2 separate regions of the Zea mays genome follow, and region 2 is linked to region 1. Evidence: chromatin contacts called from public Hi-C data. All regions are on one chromosome and are shown on one strand. Each heading gives the region's core, a stretch centred on a gene start, on an enhancer-like site or on the middle of the called end of the contact. The rest is flanking DNA. Distances are from core to core; before and after follow the strand shown. Region 1 holds the start of LOC103634867 (universal stress protein A-like protein). Region 2 holds the start of LOC100272802 (putative leucine-rich repeat receptor-like protein kinase family protein).

What was found. Hi-C and Micro-C count contacts between places; a contact is called where the count stands out from the background.
Region 2: a Hi-C map of leaf shows a contact between it and region 1, with 8 times the contacts expected there. The contact joins the promoter of LOC100272802 here to the promoter of LOC103634867 in region 1. A contact is called at or near these places in 7 of 25 Hi-C or Micro-C datasets (bundle sheath, ear, leaf and 1 more) and 1 of 3 datasets of contacts at active chromatin or transcription factors (leaf).

Annotation. Positions count from the first base shown.
Region 1 is chr8:17,735,092-17,741,045 of Zm-B73-REFERENCE-NAM-5.0, forward strand. It overlaps LOC103634867 (universal stress protein A-like protein), which reads left to right and starts at 3,555. Exons shown (of 4, transcript NM_001150615.2): 1 at 3,555-3,833; 2 at 3,916-4,019; 3 at 4,139-4,257; 4 at 4,414-4,724. The coding sequence starts at 3,659. The coding sequence ends at 4,492.
Region 2 is chr8:17,870,487-17,876,440 of Zm-B73-REFERENCE-NAM-5.0, forward strand. It overlaps LOC100272802 (putative leucine-rich repeat receptor-like protein kinase family protein), which reads right to left and starts at 2,707. Exons shown (of 11, transcript NM_001360123.1): 1 at 2,188-2,707; 2 at 1,694-1,826; 3 at 1,511-1,582; 4 at 1,239-1,382; 5 at 1,075-1,146; 6 at 931-990; 7 at 713-810; 8 at 432-581. The coding sequence starts at 2,287.

The DNA.
Region 1 (5,954 bases), core at 2,305-4,804:
AAAACCCCAACCACGATGAAGCTGGATACTGCTCACCAAAAGATGATAGCCAACGAGCAGCGGCTCCCACAAAATGCATGGTAGCCACACGAAGCCAGACTGCAGGCTCCACCGAGTACATATCAAAATAATCCTGGCTACGCCGAATCCATAGCTTGGGGTTTGAACCATCAAAGGTAGGGAAATTGAGCTTAGGTAATCGGCCTCTAACTGCACCTCCCCACCCATTTCCCTGGTCGTCCTCAGCACGTGACAACGGCAACGCCGGGTGACACGATGATGACCCATGTAAAACATGCTGATGAAATTGTGGTGAGGACGTACCCTTTACCGGGGGATGCAGCAGGGTCGTCACTGACCCAAACCCATCCTCCCGGTTCATCAAGTCGGCGTGGTGCCCGTGGGGCTGGTTGGCTGCATGTCCGGCCGATGGGCGCGCGACCGCAGCCGGAGTAGGCGCGAGGACTCCGAGCATGGGCGGAGGTTTGTCCACCAGCGCCCTCTCCCAGTGCTTGGAGATTTTGCCGACCTCCAAGCGCAGATCATCGACGACTCCTTCCATCGAGGTGCGCCAGTCGTCGAACACCCCAGAGGTGCGCTCGATGGCGGTGATGCGCTGCTCCTGTCCCGAGGTGAACGCCGAGAACGCCGCTTCCCAGCGTGCGTCCTGTTCTGCCGCCCGCCGATCCCACTTGGCATCGTGGTCGGCGAATCGCTTGGAAATCTCGTCGAGGACGATCTGCATGTCCGGGTTCATGACGACTTGCCGACGACGTGAACGGGTGAAGTAGCCGTGGTTTGGCTGAAGATCCAGCGCGCGACGAAGGAAGTTGCCAGAAATCGTAGCCTCTGAATACCAATTGTTAACAACTCCGATCACTCCACAGAGAATAAGAACGAGAAGAACGGAGAAGTAGAGCAGAGTGGCGGCTGAAGTAGTTGGCCTTGGGGAAGAGGAAAGGAATTACAGAGTTCAGTTTTCTCCATCCCCTTCCTTTCTCTCACCGCTTACATATACTCTCTTACATGGGCTTAATTCACCCACCACGGCCCAGTTACTTTAGTACTGGCCTGCTTCAGACGACTCGAACGGCGCCTCGCTCCATCTCCTGTTCCGCGTTCTTCTTCAGCATCAGCTTCTCCGGTGTCATGTTCTTCATTATCTCCAGACTTGTCCCGGCCAATGCCTTGCTGTCCTTTAGTGATGCCCACACTCGTCTGACCCGCACATCACGTAAGCCAGCTTCCCGTCGTGGGTATCGTCGCCCGTGAGCTTCTCCTTCGCTATCTTTCCCTTATTCACCGCCTTCCCCTTTGTCCACGGATTAGAACCAAGCTCCGGCGAGGTATAGCGAGGTCTGAAGGAGCGACTGGAGATGCAGAAAATATATGCGATGTAAAGGGCGATGCGACGGCCGTGGCACGACGCGAGCAGAGGAGAAAGTCGACCGACCCGGGCGAGAACACGAGGGTGATGCTCTCTTGGTAGGCGGGTGCCATGCGAGACTAGAAGCTGGAGGTGGAGCAGGGCGAGGCTGTGTTGTTTACGTCGTGGCGTGGCTGGTGTAGGCGCACAACGAAGTCACGCTGGCACGACGCGCGGCTAGATGGCGGCGTGCATGGAGGCGGCGACGACGACGCGGAGCTGCGTCTAAGGCGGGGGTGGGGACAGGAGAAGGAAATAGCTCCTACTGATGTGCGTCGTGACATCACTGTTTGGAGGCAAAGGAACGACAGCAGGGGAGGGGCAGTAAGGGGGAGTACATCACGAGCAAGGGTGCATTTTTTTGTGGGGACGATGGAGGTGGGGAGCTCTTGCCGGCGTTCATTTGACGCGGCGAGGGGTGGGAGACCAATCACCTGGTGTGACTAGGGAAGACGACTTTGTCTAGAAGGCTCTAACGCTGTAACCGGAGGCTGACTCGTTCGACGTCAGATGAAGATCGTGTGTGGCTGGCAAGGTAAGTGGTGACGTGGACGAACGGGATGCAGGCTTTGCTCCCGCGTTTAATATATAGAAAAGAAAAGGCATGGTGCCATCCTTCAAATTCTTCTTGCTACTAGCATATTGCTATCAGTAGGGGTGGAAATTTGGCCCGGGCTCGACGAGCCGGCTCGGTGAGGCTCAGCTCGGCTAGTGCCGGCTCGTGAGCCAAAACGAGCTCGAGCCGAGCCTGGTTTTACAGCTCGCCAGAACTGCGAGCCGAGCCGGCTCGATCCAGCTCGCGAGCCGAGCTAACAACGGCAAGTATACTATTATACCATATTGTTATTATGTTTTGAACTATTTTATTGAATTTCTTGAACTTGATACGTGATACACTTATATTGTAGTCTAAAAATATATTATACTTTTATCTTATATATAATAAAAAATATATAATTTATACTCTAAACGTGATTTAGTGTGAGACTCGCGAGCCATTACCGAGCCTCTCGATCAGGCTCGCAACATGATCGAGCCGAGCCTGGCTCGACTCGCAGCTGCATCGAGCCGCGTCGAGCCGAGCCCCGGCTCGTTTCCGGCCCTAGCTATCAGTCAGTCACATGAAGCAGAATTTATTAAAATATAAGAATCAATGAAGTCCTTACCTCTCATTTCATTCGAATAGGCAACATCTCATTGTAGTTTATTCCTAAGGGCCTGTTTGGTTCAGCTTTTTTCTGACCAGCTTTTCTGAGAATCTGGCTGTGTAGAGAATCTAAATATCATTAGGCTTACGTGCGGAGGAAGATAAAGGTGTCCATAGGACTCAGGATCTAGAAAGTGACGGATTTCTACTATTGCAACGACTCAACCGTTTATGTGTTTATGTTGATGTTGAATGGTTTTTACCCAAACGAATTTTATAGAAGCTGACTGAAAAACTGAGCGTTTGGCAATCCGCAGCAGCTTTTGGTGGCCAGAAGCTCCAAAAAGCTGAAAAGTAAATGGCTTTTGAGGTACTTCCTCTTCTGGTCATAATCAGTATTACATCAGAGTTACGCTCTTGATCACTATTTTTTTTGCAGGTGAATCGATGTGCTAGAATCTGCAGCTGCGCTGATAGTTGTATGCAAAAACTGGAATAACATTCCTGCTGCCAACTTTTTTTTTTTTTGCTTTGCATCGGGAATCTTTACTTTGTTCACTGTTATCAGCTTCATTCATTCGCAGAAGCCAGTATTCTAACATGTTTTCTAGGCTGCTAAAGTGACGATAAGGAATCACGTAAAGGAAACCCAGGCATAAAGACCGTCCATTTGAAATGGGGAAGGAATTTCGGGAAAAAAAAGTAAGGAAAGGTAACGTCGGTATTTCTCTCTCGTTCTGTCTGGTATTTCCATGTCGCATCTCTTTGTTTATATATATATATAGGGAAATTTGGATCCATACCATTAAAAGATCACCACTTTAGATTCATACCATTACTATCTAACTTACATGTGGGTCCACATGAGTCAATAACATGTGGGATCCATGATATATATCTAAAGTTTGGATCTTTTAATGGTATAGATCCAATTGTTCCATATATATATATAAGGATCTGGCCAGGCCAGCAGGAGGGAACACCATACCTGAAACTTCACTGCCTTTTTAATTGTCAGGCACACTGGTCTGGAAATCAGTAGCCTGTTGGCTGCTGTTGCTATTAATCAGTTGGGAGAGAGGGAGATGGCCAGGAGGAACATCGGAGTCGCAGTGGACTTCTCGTCGTGCAGCAAAGCGGCTTTGCGGTGGGCGTCGACGAACCTTGCCAGGAACGGCGACAGGCTCATACTCATCCACGTGAACAGCTCCTGCCAGAACGAGCGGGGCGCCGTTCATCTCTGGGAGCAGAGTGGTTCCCGTGAGTAGCGGCGCAGCGCCTCTTTCTTCTCTCTTCTTGCTTCGTTTCAAGTTGATTTGATGTAAATTCTTTTGTGTTGCAGCATTGATCCCTCTGGCCGAGTTTTCAGACGTCGCCAGGACATACGGTGTGTCACCGGACAAGGAGACGATCGAGATCCTCACTCGAGCGGCAAATCATAGAGGGGTATGGATGTGCCGTGGCTTCGTTCTATTCATTCACACCTTTTCAGTGTTCAGTTCTTTCTGGAAGTTGCTATTGGGAGCGAGCTGATTGCTTAGCCGTCGAAACTGCACAACCCGCAGATCGAAGTCTTTGCAAAGGTGTTGTACGGCGACCCAGCAAAGAAGCTCTACGAAGCAGCCGACCTGGTCCCGCTTAGCTGCATGGTCGTCGGGAGCAGAGGACTAAGCACGCTCAAGAGGTAAACATGCAGAGCTGCTCGTTTCCTCTGAATTTTACGGTCTCAAAAGCCTTCCTGCACTCCAGATCGGTTGACCGACCGACCTTGCCCTAGCGCTCTGTATCAGTCTCCTTACCACCACCAGCTGATGTTGTTGTTGTCGTTGCCTGACCGCAGGGCTCTGATGGGGAGCGTGAGCACGTATATTGTGAACCACGCGGCCTGCCCCGTGACGGTTGTGAAGGAGATGGTGTAGCGTGTTGAACACCGCTGTTTACAAGCCTCACCCTAGCCAGATTGAATAAGCGTGCTTGATAAGCACTGATCAGGGGGATCTTGCTACTTATACGACATTTTGTGCTTGAGATTTGGGTAACTAGGACCGGGCAGAACATGTCTACGTGTTGGGCTCATGGCACTGACATCTGAACATATGCCATTATGCCCTAAGCCTGTTGTAATCGCAAAATACTTTTGCTTATAAAATCAGTTAAGAAAATATATGGCTCCGAGTTTTTTTTAATTTTTTTTAAAAAAGGGACTACTCGCTGAGATGCTGAATTTGCGATTTGTATGCAGTACCTCAACCGGCCGCTGTCTGATCGGACGGTTGACGCGAACCTTGGGGTTCGAGTAGATAATAACTCCTTGTAGCGGCTTCCTTCCCATCTTGGACATGTTTGCACAAAACTTGGGCTGTTTTTCATGACAAGAGAAGTGTATATATAGCATACAAGTTCAGAGTACAGTTCGACAGAATGATCTGCTGACTAATGGCATTATACTGAACGAACTTCTTGATTTAAAACAAACTATTAGCTGGAGCCTACCGCTCAGTCATGTCTGAGCGATAATAATGAACTTGCATATTGCCGGTGCAAAGAGCTCACAACATGCATCTTTCGAATATTTCGACTCCCATGGCAATTTAATTAGGGCTTAAAAAACATCTAGATCTCTAGTTAGATTTTTGATGATTAATAACAACACTAGATTATCGTGACTAACGCCTGGTTTAGAGCATCTCCAAGAGAGGCTCTAAACATGGTCCTATTTTAAATATAAGGCTCAAAACCATAAAACATCCTTCCAACAGGGGCCCTATTTTATAAAATTTCATCAAATGGTTATAGGGCTCGGTCTCTCGGGTCCTAAATATAGTACCTATATACTGGAGCCCTATCCTCATTTTTACTTAATCTCTAACCATTTATTTCCTAATATCATGGTTTATTTCCTAAATAGCATTATTTAAGGCCTGACTATTGGAGTAAACATTTCTTTTGAGACCCTAAACATTCTAAATATGGTCCTATTTCAAATTTTAGGACTCTATTTTAGTGTTTGTTGTTGGAGATGCTCTTATTGACACAAATTTAGCAGGTCATGTGATGGTGATTGATTGAGAGCTTATATGGTTTTTGTGTTCCTATTGATGAGAACCAATTATCGATTTTCAAAAGATAAACAAGAAGGTTAAGTATCGACTAGTTCCAAATATCAATAGGTTGATGAACACATAGATTAGCGATGTGATCTTTATTTTCCCTTTGAGCGCACTATAAAGGGGCATGGATGGTGACAACAATTGTCGGTTGGGGTATAGGGAGCGCCCCTTTTGGATTTGGCAAAGGTTTAGACGATCACCACGATATCAGGACCTCGATGGAGACACAAAGAACTCTAGGTTAATGAGAGAGGGTGCGGTATGGGTGATG
Region 2 (5,954 bases), core at 1,457-3,956, 130 kb after region 1:
ACTGGGAGATCATACAGGTAAAAACTAAAAAGCTACATAAGTTTTATGATGTATACTGCTAATGCCAATGGCACTAAGTTTCTAGCACACACAACTAATGTTACAAGGAGAATGTATTTTATGTCAAATTTGCGAGTGATTGTGAAACTTCTTATCAATGCCACATGGCTGAAAAAAAACAACTCTCAAGTCTCTGAGTGCTATTGGGGAAACAACTCAGCTATTCAGTCTACTGAAACTCCTGTAGCTCAAATTGACTAACAACACTTACATTCATGTAAATTTACTGTGGGATTGACCAGAAGGTGAAATCTCTAAGATCTTAAAGTGCCAGTGGTTGCTGCAACTAAGAAGCTAATCTAATGCAACACGTCGAGATCTAGGTGGTTGTTATCATGATCATACGGGAACAGAATAAAAAAGAACATTACCATTAACATCAAAAAAGATCTGCTGATTTCGCCTATGACGCCACCAAAGAAGTATACCGACTACAAAGGCGATAAAAGCTACTGAACCAACAGTTACTCCACATATTGTAGCAATATGATGGCTCTTTCCAATGCCTTGTTGTGGCTGAGCTGAGGAAAAGGAGACATATGTGAGTGCCCCAAATTTGACGCCACTACAAGGAGAGATATGACGCCACCAAGAAGAAAAGGTAGTTATTTTCTTCTGTTCCCCAAATTTGAACAACGGAAAGAGATCTCACTTTTCAGATCATCTGGTGGGTAAGAGAGTGGGTCAAGTGACACAGAAGAGCACTTATCTCCAGAATTATTACCACAAATCATTGGATTTCCAGCTATGCTGTATAAACAAACAATAAAATCGAAGCGTGACCATGCAAACAGTAATCCTGGCATAGCATGTAGTGTTCAGGCAGAAATCATTTCAGCTATGAAAAGGAATAAAATTAAAATTACTTACATAAAGGTTCTTGCAGAAATCTTGGGTAATGGACCGCTGAGATTGTTAAACGAAAGATCTCTATAACAGAAGGCAACTAAAGTGAATCAGTACTGAAATAGGGAAAGAGAAAAAGAAACAATAAAACGGGATTCCAGAGCATACACGAGAGCAAAACCATCAATGCTGGCAAGTGAATCAGGCAGAACTCCAGACAAGCTATTATTGTTCAACTTCCTGGTAGCAAGAAGAGAGCTAGAAATGAGCCAAAACGAAATCACAACGATCAGCGAGAGTGTTGAAGATCAAGATTGAAGTAAGAATCGTACAAATAATTGAGGTTCTTGAGCTTTCCAAGCGAACTTGGGATAGTCCCCGTGAGCTGGTTATCTGACATGTCAAGAGTCTTCAGCATCCCCAGCCTTCCTATCGTACCGGGAATAGGGCCGGAAATCCCATTGTTCTGCAACAGCCTGTCGATCAGCAAAACAGAGCGCTTCGATTCATTCAACCAGATTGGACCACTAAGGAAACCTCAAGTTTGAATTTTGAAGCGTTAGTGCTATGGGTAAACAATAGCGGGTGAGCAAACTAAACTTACACAGATTGCAGCCTGGTGAGGTTGCCGATGCCGGGTGATAGCTTCCCGGACAAGGTCTGGCTAGGCAGCCCTCTGCAAACGAAGGGACGCAAGTGAGAAGATCGGCCCAAAGCAGCCACTGCCGGTGCTCTTCAGAATGTGGGCATGAACAAGGGGGAGGCCGGAGGGGGGGCGTAAACGTACAAGGCGGAGACGTAGCCGTCGGAGGAGCAGGTGACCATCCTCCAGCTGCAGGGGTCGACGGAGTTAATGTCCCAGTTGTCGAGCACGTTGTAGGGGTCCTCCAGCTCCGTCTTGATGGCCATCAGGGCCACCACTGCGTTTCAGAGCCACAGTTGAGCTTCACCGAATTTTGTGGTGCCAAAGGAACAGCTAAAAACTCGACAGACATGAGGAGGAGGAGGAGGAGGCACGAGCACAGCAGGTACATTAAATTTTCCCTTCGTTTAATGCTCTTCCTCATAGTGGACCTTTTTAGATCATCTTTGAAACCAGATTGATGCCAAAAGAGAGAGTGAATGTTTTTCAACAAATTTGAGCCAACAAACTGCGTTGCCTGATTGAAAATATTGGCCATGTATGTGTATCTTTTACTCCAAAAAAAAAGTGTGGGCATTTTGTTAAGACTTGGGAAACGAACGAGGAGAGGAGCAGGGTAGCCTGGGTAGGTACGGTACCTTCGTAGTTGATGCCGGCAGGGGAGAGCGTGGCGTCGGACGACGGCAGGATCGCGGCGAGCAGAGCAGCGACCGGCAGGCACCACCACCACCACCCCATCGACACCCGCGGCCGCAACCCCGCAGATTGAATTCAGCAAACAAGCCGGGGGGAAGAGGAGCGAACACCAGTGGCCAGCTCCAACGCGCAATACCGCCGCAGCAGCAGCAGCAGCAGCAGCAGCAGCGAGGGAGGAAGACGCGGCGGCAGTGGTCGAGAAACCAGCAGCCAAGAAAGACGAAGGCCCCGCCCCCCTCTCTATCCGACGGAGGACGGACCCGGTCTCCAGTCCAGACACGGACACCCAATGATGCCGCCGCGGACGCAGCGCGAAAGCGAGAGCGAGGGGAGTCACGCGAGCTCCGCAGAGGAAGGATGGTGGGCAGCCAGCCAGTGTTGGGGCAGGGCAGCGGCAGGGGGGAGGGATCGAGGGAAACGCCAACGAGCAGGGATGCAGGGGCAGCAGGCTGTGCCGGCCCCTGCCACTCCCCCCCACCTATCAGTCCAGTCCAGCACCATGCTGCTGCTCCTGCCGCTGCCGCGGCCGCTGACGCCGCTGATGCCCACCCACTCCACGCCGCTGCAAACGGCCAAGCGCTTTTCCCCCGGACCGGCCCGACCTGCCACGGGCGCGCATGCCTAGCAACCTCCATCCATCCTTTTCGTTTCTCTCTCTCTCTCTGTCCCCCTAGATTTTCTGGCAAAGAAGGCGCGTGCATTTTCAGGAAAAAAAAAAGAGAGGAAGAAATGCTCTTGCTTGATAGAGTCGTTTTCATCAGGGGTGCTTTGCCTGGTTCAGCTTGCCGACGGCCGCGTGGCCGCGTGGGGAGAGCCTTTTTTTGTTCAGAAGTGGAGGGACGGTGCCTTGCCTGCTCATCGGAAACCATAGTTTTATCACTGCCACAGGAGGTGTCGAATTCGCTGGCACTAAACTACCGGCCCGGCCCGGCAACACATTTACCGGCGGCCGTGCGCGTTTAGCGAGGATGAACAACCCACCCATCTGCCTCTAGCAATAGCCCTTGAGCGTTCTCTCTGGCTGTCATCATCTAGACATCCACCCTACCAAACGACAGCGCTAATGACAGGAGTATTAGTAGTACAGGGCGCATTTTTGTCACGAACAATATAGTCTACGAGACCGAGACGTACGGCGGTGGGCGCGAGTATCTACGCCGCTGATGTGTGCTAATAATAAAGAACGGAATGATGGGGGGGAATATGAGAGAGAGGCGGGAGAAGAGGTTGAAAGCTCGCTGGGTGGGCAGGCACTGGCGAGTCACATGCCCGCCTTTTATTTTGTCCCGTCCTTTCTCCTTGTCGCTCTACCATCCCCTTCGCGCGCGCGCGCTCTCTCTCTCTCTTGTTCGTCAGTGGCCAGCTTGGCTTGCTAATGCGTTTTTTTAATGGTGTTCATCATTCACTCGCTGATCGACTTCTTAGGTTCAGGTTGGCAACTTACCCATGATCCATGAACAAATTCCAACTTAATGGCATGTTAAATACTGGAGTACCGCGGTAGATGGTGTAACATCTAAAAAAATTTGATACGGTAGAAATTAAACTTTAGTCCGGGAAACCAAACAAGCCCCAATTAGTTACCACGGTAGATGGTGTAACAATATAATAACAGTGACTGTGCAGCGTAACAGTGGAAGTGGAGAGAGAGCGGTGCATGCATACACAAGTGGTTGTCTGCTTCTGCATAGAGATGGCAATGGGGACCTGATCATCGATTCCCTACGGGGAATTCCTCCATTACAGGGTGGGGATTGAGAAGAAACTTGTAACACCCGGTTTTAAGGAACAAAGTCAGGTGTATCTCATACATGCGCCAAGAAGACAACACATATAATAACAGAGTGTATAGAGATAAATGTCACGATACATCAGAGTATTTATTACATAGCGGAAGACTTATTACAAAATAAAAGTATAACCATAAAATGAACTAAGGATCGTCGGTGCCAATGTCAACTGAGAAACGCCACCTAGATTGAATCGAACTCCTCGATACGTGGCTCCTCCTGAACCACCTGTTCTTCTCCTGTGGGGGGTGTGAGACAGCAAGGGTGAGCTCACACATGTTCATCGCTCAACAAGTTGTGGGGAATAATGTGGCATGAGCTCACCAAAGGTGGGGAGTTCATGAAGTGTAAGGCTGATCAACAATAGAGGTTAAAGCTGAGCATTGCTTTTATAAATTGGTCAAAATTTTATTAGCAGTTACTAAGTGTAAGTGAATACCAAACCATAATAAAATAATAGAACAAAATTAATAACAAATCTCATGCAAATGCAAATGACAAATTGAGTTTAGGTTCCATAATTTAATCATCGGAGAGTCCTGAGCCGCTCATGACCGTGAGCTCGGCTAGTATATCAGTTTTACACTCTGCAGAGGTTGTACCCTTTACCCACAAGTCGTGTTTCCCATGTCGCCAGGGTTAGCTAGGCCCTTAGACACTACCAAGGTGAATGGCTAGTGATCCACTACGAGGCCTTTACAAAGTTCCACTAGCTTCCGAAAACCCGCTACAGTTTATGGGAAGAGCACTTGCAAGAATCCCCCGTCTGACCGCCATCGCAGCAAATCAACCCGAGAACCTCCTTGCATGCAACTCCCCTACTGCCCTTACCCCTTTCGGGTAAGGTAGTCTTCCACTAGCTTTCCTAATTAGTCAGCCAAGGGGTCCCATTCCTCCCTTGTGGTGGCACGTGTTTCTCAAGTTAAGCTCCATGTTCCAATTAACAATAATATAATGATCTTGACATGAACATAAATAAAATAACAAAATACCTGGAACATGGATATAATGAAATATTAATCCCAAAACCATATAAAGCAATAGCTAAAACTACCCATGTGATTCAGGGGCAAACAAGGTAATGAGATAAACAATCTAGGGTGACCTATTGGGTCCCACCAAAATTAAACATATGCATTGAATGATAATAAAGAATATTATTGGGTAACAAAAGTGGATCAAGGGCACAACTTGCCTGGCACTTGAGATTCCAGGTACCAACTTGCTTTTCAGATGACACGTGTCCTCGCACTAGTCGTAGCAATACAAACAAACATGGTATAGATAAAATTAACATCACACCAAATATAAGAACAAACTGAATAATAATCTACGCGTCGCTACGAGGTCGAGGGATCGAGAACTACTAAGATCGGAGTTACGGTTAAGGAGTTATGAATTTCCGAAGATTTTATGTGTTTGATACGGAAATAATTAAGTGGTCAAATTTAATATAGTTTTCATGCTAAAACAGAGTCATTAAGTGCTAAACAATATTAATACAAAATTATAGAATTTGGAATGGGTCAAAAACGAGTTAAAATGGATTTTCTATGATTTACACAAGTTCTAGTATTTATTTTTGCATTAAAAATAAATTCCTATTTCATTTTCTTTGATTTTCTAATTTCCTAGACTGGGCGTCAATTATAGGAAAGTGCAGGGGCCTCGGCGCAAGAATCCAGAGACCTAGTGAACAGAAACTACGAACGGCGGGTTCTATTTCCGTAAAGCCTAGGGGCTCATATGAAAAACTGTCTACACGAAGGGGTATTGACTAATCTTAGCCGTTTGATTACACACGGATGGCACAGATTTAATTCCGCAGGTGATGAACCGGTATGGCACCAGGACCGCAGGATCACAGATCAACGAAGCGGATTTAAAAGGGTCGAAGAGTTATTTGAAGATCTAATCTA